Linked DNA regions of Gossypium arboreum: region 2 is linked to region 1. Evidence: chromatin contacts called from public Hi-C data. All regions are on one chromosome and are shown on one strand. The core of a region is the stretch at or near the end of the contact, and the rest is flanking DNA. Distances in the headings are between cores, read along the strand shown. Region 1 holds the start of LOC108462342 (stearoyl-[acyl-carrier-protein] 9-desaturase 6, chloroplastic-like). Region 2 holds the start of LOC108467347 (thioredoxin reductase NTRC).

The links. A called contact is a pair of places that touch in the nucleus more often than the background predicts.
Region 2: a contact with region 1 is called in a Hi-C map of leaf, with 2.8 times the contacts expected there. The contact joins the promoter of LOC108467347 here to the promoter of LOC108462342 in region 1. A contact is called at or near these places in 2 of 5 Hi-C or Micro-C datasets (both in leaf).

The regions. Positions count from the first base shown.
Region 1 is chr2:37,844,899-37,847,987 of ASM2569848v2, forward strand. It overlaps LOC108462342 (stearoyl-[acyl-carrier-protein] 9-desaturase 6, chloroplastic-like), which reads left to right and starts at 1,430. Exons shown (of 2, transcript XM_017762307.2): 1 at 1,430-2,160; 2 at 2,452-3,089. The coding sequence starts at 1,561. The coding sequence ends at 3,018.
Region 2 is chr2:38,553,535-38,556,623 of ASM2569848v2, forward strand. It overlaps LOC108467347 (thioredoxin reductase NTRC), which reads right to left and starts at 1,543. Exons shown (of 10, transcript XM_017767983.2): 1 at 1,165-1,543; 2 at 1-33. The coding sequence starts at 1,372.

The DNA.
Region 1 (3,089 bases), core at 180-2,679:
TTGCTTAATTTTATTCGTCAAAAAAAGTAATGAATAATCTACACAATTCTGTAAAAATTTGGAAATGAAGAAAAATTGTTTTGAATATAAAGAATTCAATTTATGTTTAGATTTGATTAATGATATGATTTTTTATATTGATTAGTTAGATCCAATTTTAGTTTCAAAATTAAGTTATATTCAAATCGAGATTTGATTAAGAATAATTGGTATTAAGTTTTGAGTGAAATTCAATCTAGGAATAATGTGAAAGAAACAATGACTTGGTTTATTTGGTGGGAAAATATTATATTTTTGTAGTGAAGAATATAAAAGAGAGAAAATAAAGGGAAGAAGAAAAGGAAAATAATAATAATAATAATAATAAATTTAAATTATTCAAAAAATAAAATTATAGAGACTAGTTCTAACAAATTAAAAACATAGAAAAATTATATTAAAAGAAATGGAGAAGGGAGGAAAAGACACAGAAGAGAATGAAAAAAAAAAAAATTTAAAAGAATATAAAAGAAAAAAATTCAATTACTCAAAATGAAAAAAATATAGAGACCAATTGTATAATTTAACCTAAAATTTTCATTTGAAATGATGATTTAACGTGCCACATTAGCTTACCATTACACCGTTGACAACAATTAATTGCTCAGTGACTAAAATGTTACAACACGATAATATAAGTGACTAAAATGTAACATTTCAAACATAAGTGACTAAAATGAAACATGAGGCAAACAAAAGGGACTATTTTAAAATTTGCCCTTAATTTAATAATCTTTTTTCATCCACTTTAATATAATATTATATATATTTGGTGGTATGAGATTTAGGAGGAAATGAAAGAATAAAATAGAAGCAAAGAGAGCTGAGTTACGTTTTGACCACAAAATCAGAGCACTTTAAAATCGAGATTGGATCGGCATTTGGCTTTAGTATTTAAAAAAACAAATAAATGACAAATGGCATCGGCTGTCAATTAATTTTAGCTTTTTCAAAAACACAGCCCACCAAACTCTCCAAACTTCGGTATTTACAACCCACAGAAATATTTTACGTTTACTAACGCATCCCCTCCCCTTCTCCACAAAAAACCACTGCAGCACACCCCTTGTTTTTAATTTCTCCACCCTCCCCACCTTTCTTTCCTTTCTTTTTCCTAGTTTACTATCATACCCTTTTCTCTCTCTGTTGAAGTAAATAAAAAATAAAAAAAGAGATAATCTTTTCTCACAAGTAATTAATGGTTCCTATAACAAAATAATTGTAAATCAGAATGATGAAAATTTGGTCATCTACTCTTATTTGAAACGAATTCCTTAAGCAACAAAACATACCCTAAAATCCACAAAGTTGCTAAATCTACTTTAATCTAAACCATTTTTTTTTTAAAAAAAGAAAAATCATTTTCACAAACTGATGAAAATGAAGTCCTAAATGGCACCACTGCAATTAAAGTAAAGGACTGGGTCAAATATTCTTTCTTCAGATCTATATATAATATTGCAGTATTGCTAGCCATAGTAGCAAAAATTCTTGAGACACTGACTCAACTACACTGCCACCATGCAATTCACACACAGCCTAGTCTCTACCAAAACTCTGCCTTGGAGGATCCCAGGTGTCCACTGCCGCCACATCCCTCCACCAAACTCCACCGTCAGATTCTCCCCTATCTCTGCCGTGGCGGCAGCTCCACCAAAACCTCAAAAAACCCACTCAATGCCACCTGAAAAGCAAGAGATTTTCAAGTCACTAGAAACCTGGGCTACCCAAAATGTGTTACCGCTGCTCAAACCTGTGAAAGAGTGTTGGCAACCCCAGACATTCTTACCTGACCCTGCATTGCCGTTGGGAGAGTTCAACGAGCAAGTGAAGGCCCTGAGACAACGCACTGCGGATCTGCCGGACGAGTATTTCGTGGTGTTGGTGGGGGATATGATTACGGAGGAAGCCTTGCCAACGTACCAGACCATGATCAATACACTTGATGGGGTGAGGGATGACACTGGGGCTAGCTCCAGCCCCTGGGCAATTTGGACTCGGGCTTGGACTGCTGAGGAAAACAGGCATGGGGATTTATTGAAGACTTTCTTGTATTTGTCTGGGAGGGTTGATATGCTTATGATCGAGAGGACTGTGCAGTATCTGATTGGATCTGGCATGGTGAGTTTCTTTTTCAATAATTTCAATCTTCATACACGTTTTAGATTAAATTCATCTGTTCTGAATCATTCTTGGAGTATTGGCAATGTTATTATGCAAATTAATTGGTACACTGCATTGCAATTTCAGGATATTCACCATTTAATCTTCAATAAAGAAATGAATCTGAAAACACCACAATTTGCACTCAAATACCCTAATGCTACTAATCAAGAAGCACAGATGTTTGATGAATTGTAAGTGAGAAAAAGTAACGAATGTGACATCCATACATTTGTTTTGGTTTGACAGGATCCTGGAACCGAAAACAACCCATACTTGGGTTTCGTGTACACTTCATTCCAGGAGCGAGCCACGTCCGTGTCCCACGGCAACACGGCACGGTTAGCAAAGGAAGGTGGGGACCCAGTCCTGGCACGCATCTGCGGCACCATCGCAGCAGACGAGAAGCGGCATGAGCTAGCCTACTCAAAGATCATTGAGAAGCTACTCCAAGTAGACCCAACGGGAGCAATGCTAGCGATCGCGGATATGATGAAGAAAAAGATAACAATGCCTGCACATTTGATGTATGACGGGGAAGACCCAAGGCTGTTTGAGCACTTCTCGGCGGTGGCGCAGCGGTTGGGAGTGTACACGGCGGATGATTATGCAGATATATTGGAGGCGTTGATAGAACGGTGGGGTTTGGAGAAAATGGAGGGGTTGACGGGGGAAGGTAGGAGAGCCCAGGATTTTGTATGTGGGTTAGCGCCGAGGATTAGGAAGTTGCAGGAGAGAGCTGAAGACAGGGCTAAGAAGATTGGGCCTCATGGGGTCAAGTTTAGTTGGATTTTCAATAGGGAGATTATGTTGTAGCTGTAGCTGTACCAAAACATGTGCTTGGTTTTTTTGCATTCCCCAGTCCCAATCTTTTCTTCTTCTTTTTT
Region 2 (3,089 bases), core at 293-2,792, 710 kb after region 1:
AGCCTATGATCACCACATTCTCAACCAATTTACCTGCAAGAAGAAACACAGAAGCATTACTCATGCTCTCAATGTAACTTGGCTATAAACATGAAGGAAAACATAACTCTGGACCTGCCTATAACCTAGCTCAAATAGAAGTTAATATGACATGAGTAAATGTTGTATGATATCCATAGATATTAATATTATGAGATTAGGAAGTAATTTTGCAATTAATATAATGCCAATAGTTGATAACATGGATGCAATTTCACAAATTATACTTGTGGTAAACTTAAAACTCTATTTGATTATTAGTGTCATTAATTGCTTTTCGCTTTCTTAGGCCCTGGATGGTCTGTTTGCTTTTATTTATTTATATTTCGTTTTCATTTCTTTTTTTTTTCAGGTGGCGAACCTTGCTATTTGATTTTGGGGCCGATTAAAACATTTAGTATATATTTACAATACAGAGTGGTTTATATATACGAACTAAATATTCATAAAAATATATTCCAAAATTTTTGCGTTGTTTTTCTTTTTCCTTATTGCACTTTTCATTAAAAAATCTTAAAGCAAAAAGCAAAGACATCAACCATAAAAATTCAACTTATTTTATATACAATAAGTAAATGGTACACATCCAAATATACATATTTTTCCCCATAGAGTTAAATATCACGTATTTTGCCATTCACAAAATTAATGTTTTAATTTTAAATATATATATATTATTTCCATTTATCCAAACACTTGATTGTTTTACGGAAAGTAAAATAAAATAAAAGCAACAACCAACATAAATAGAAAAGATTCTATTTATCAATTACTGCATGCGTCACTCAGCATATTTCAGTTTCAGTCAGTATTCACATTGCTGCAAAAAGGAAAGAAAACTATTATCATATATGAAAATTAAATGATAAATATTTATTTTAGTACAACCATCAACGGTTTTGATGAATGAAAATCACATAGAATGCCACATGCTCCTTAACAATTTATTTGAAAAGAAGAAGAAAAACCGCAATGTTTTTCATGCTAGCTTGAAATGGGATTAATTTAAAAAGAAAAACTTGGCAATACAATTATTCTAACTAAATATATACATAAATAAAGCTGGCAGTGAGTCACCATTTGAATACAGAAGGAAAAAAAAAAAGGGAAGTAAGTGAGAGAGACCTGAAGCAGCCGGGGTTTCGACGGAGGCCTTGGGGCGGAGAGAGAGGGGGCGATGGCGCGTGGGAGGAGAGTGGAAACGGAGTGCGCGTGGAGGGGAAGAGTAGAAGAAGAAGAAAGGGTAGGAGAGAGTGGACATAGGAAGACGGTGGTAGGTAGAAGGAGTGGAAGGGAGTGGGATACTGATTCGTATGTTGGGAGAAACAGCCATTGGATTTCAGACCATACAAAAATAATTGTAAGAAAAAGAAACCAAACCCAAAACCAAAGCCAGTTTTGTCTTAAGAAGAGGAGTTCCAGGTTATCTATCTCTAGCCTCATGCCTTCCAGATAAGGACCCTACTTTTTTTTCCTTTTCTTTTTCTTCTTTTTTCCCGTATTATTTATCACTATTTATATTTTATTCTTCCTGTTTTGCATTTCCCTTGCGTACTTCACAAAAAATAAAATAAAATAAACCCCTAAATTTCTCTGCAATTTTTTTATCTACTTTTAAACTCGGGTTAATTAGCAAAAACGCTGATTTTAATTTTTAATTATCTATTAGGTCGTTTTTCTTTAAATTGTGAAATATTTTAATTTTGGAGTGAAAAATAGAAAACAAGTCCATCGATAACTTTTTGTAACAGTCAAAAAAAATTTAAAGGCTAATTTTTAGTGGTTTTTTTTTCAAACAACTAGAATTTTTTTTCTATATTTGCTATATATTCAATTCTCACAATCCTATTCATTTATTCACTCAATTCTCTCAACTATTTTATTCTCAATTTTTCATTCAATTTCTCTCAAATTCTTGTCATCTTAATGTAGACACTCAATTTTACCCAGGCCCAGAAATAAGTTCAAAAAAAAATTCAAGTTCAGTACAAAATTACAAACATATAATTTGGCCCAATCAAAATGGCCTATTACTTGAAAAGATTTAAGGTTTATCTATAAGCTTGACTCATACAGAAATATAATCTTAGATATGATATGCAATCTTAGATATGATACAATCTTAGATATGATATGCAATCTTAGATATGATATGCAATCTTGAAGATATGATATGCAATCTTGAAGATATGATCTTGTAATCTTAGAGATTTAATTTGTAGATATCCTTTAATCTTAACCGTTGATGTAATTGATCTGTACCGTTAGATTTAGGGAGACTCAACTCTAAATAGAGGCCTCTCCCTTCATTGTAAATCACTTGAGTTTTGGGAAATAATAAGAATTCTTTAGAGCATTCACTCAAATTTCTCTCCCTCTTGCGTTCTTAATCTCTGTTGTTTGTTCTTATTTTATTCTTCGTCTATCTTAGTTTTTCAACCCTTTTTTTTATTTTAATTTCTTCATTTTTCAAATATGTATATTTATTCCTATCTTTTATACATTTGATTATGTATTTTATATATTATAATATTTAACATTTTATATAGTTTTTTTCAAATATATATTTTCTATGCATGTATATATATTATATTATCATTTTATGTATTTTGAACTATTGCATTATATTTTTATAATTTGTAAATGTTCTATTTATTCATTTTTTAGTGTATGTCATTTATCTTATTTGAGCATAGTTTCATTTTTTTATATACTATGTTTAATTATTTCTTTTATGTGCTATTTTATGATATATATTGTTGTATAATTTTTGCATGTATTATGTTTTTCTTTTAGTTTACTCATGTTTCTATTTGTTTATTATCTTATATTTACCCTAGTATAATTTTTTCATTAAACGTATGTTCATGTTATTTAGTTTTGTCTTAATGATATTATTTATGTTTGTATGGAAATGTTAGAATATTTTGTACATTTATGCTTCATGATTCATTAATATGTCATCATAAAACGTCATTTAAAATAATATTCCAAGGTTTTTTTTTTAAAATAATAAAAGGCAATGCTTGATGTTTAGAAACTTCGAGAAG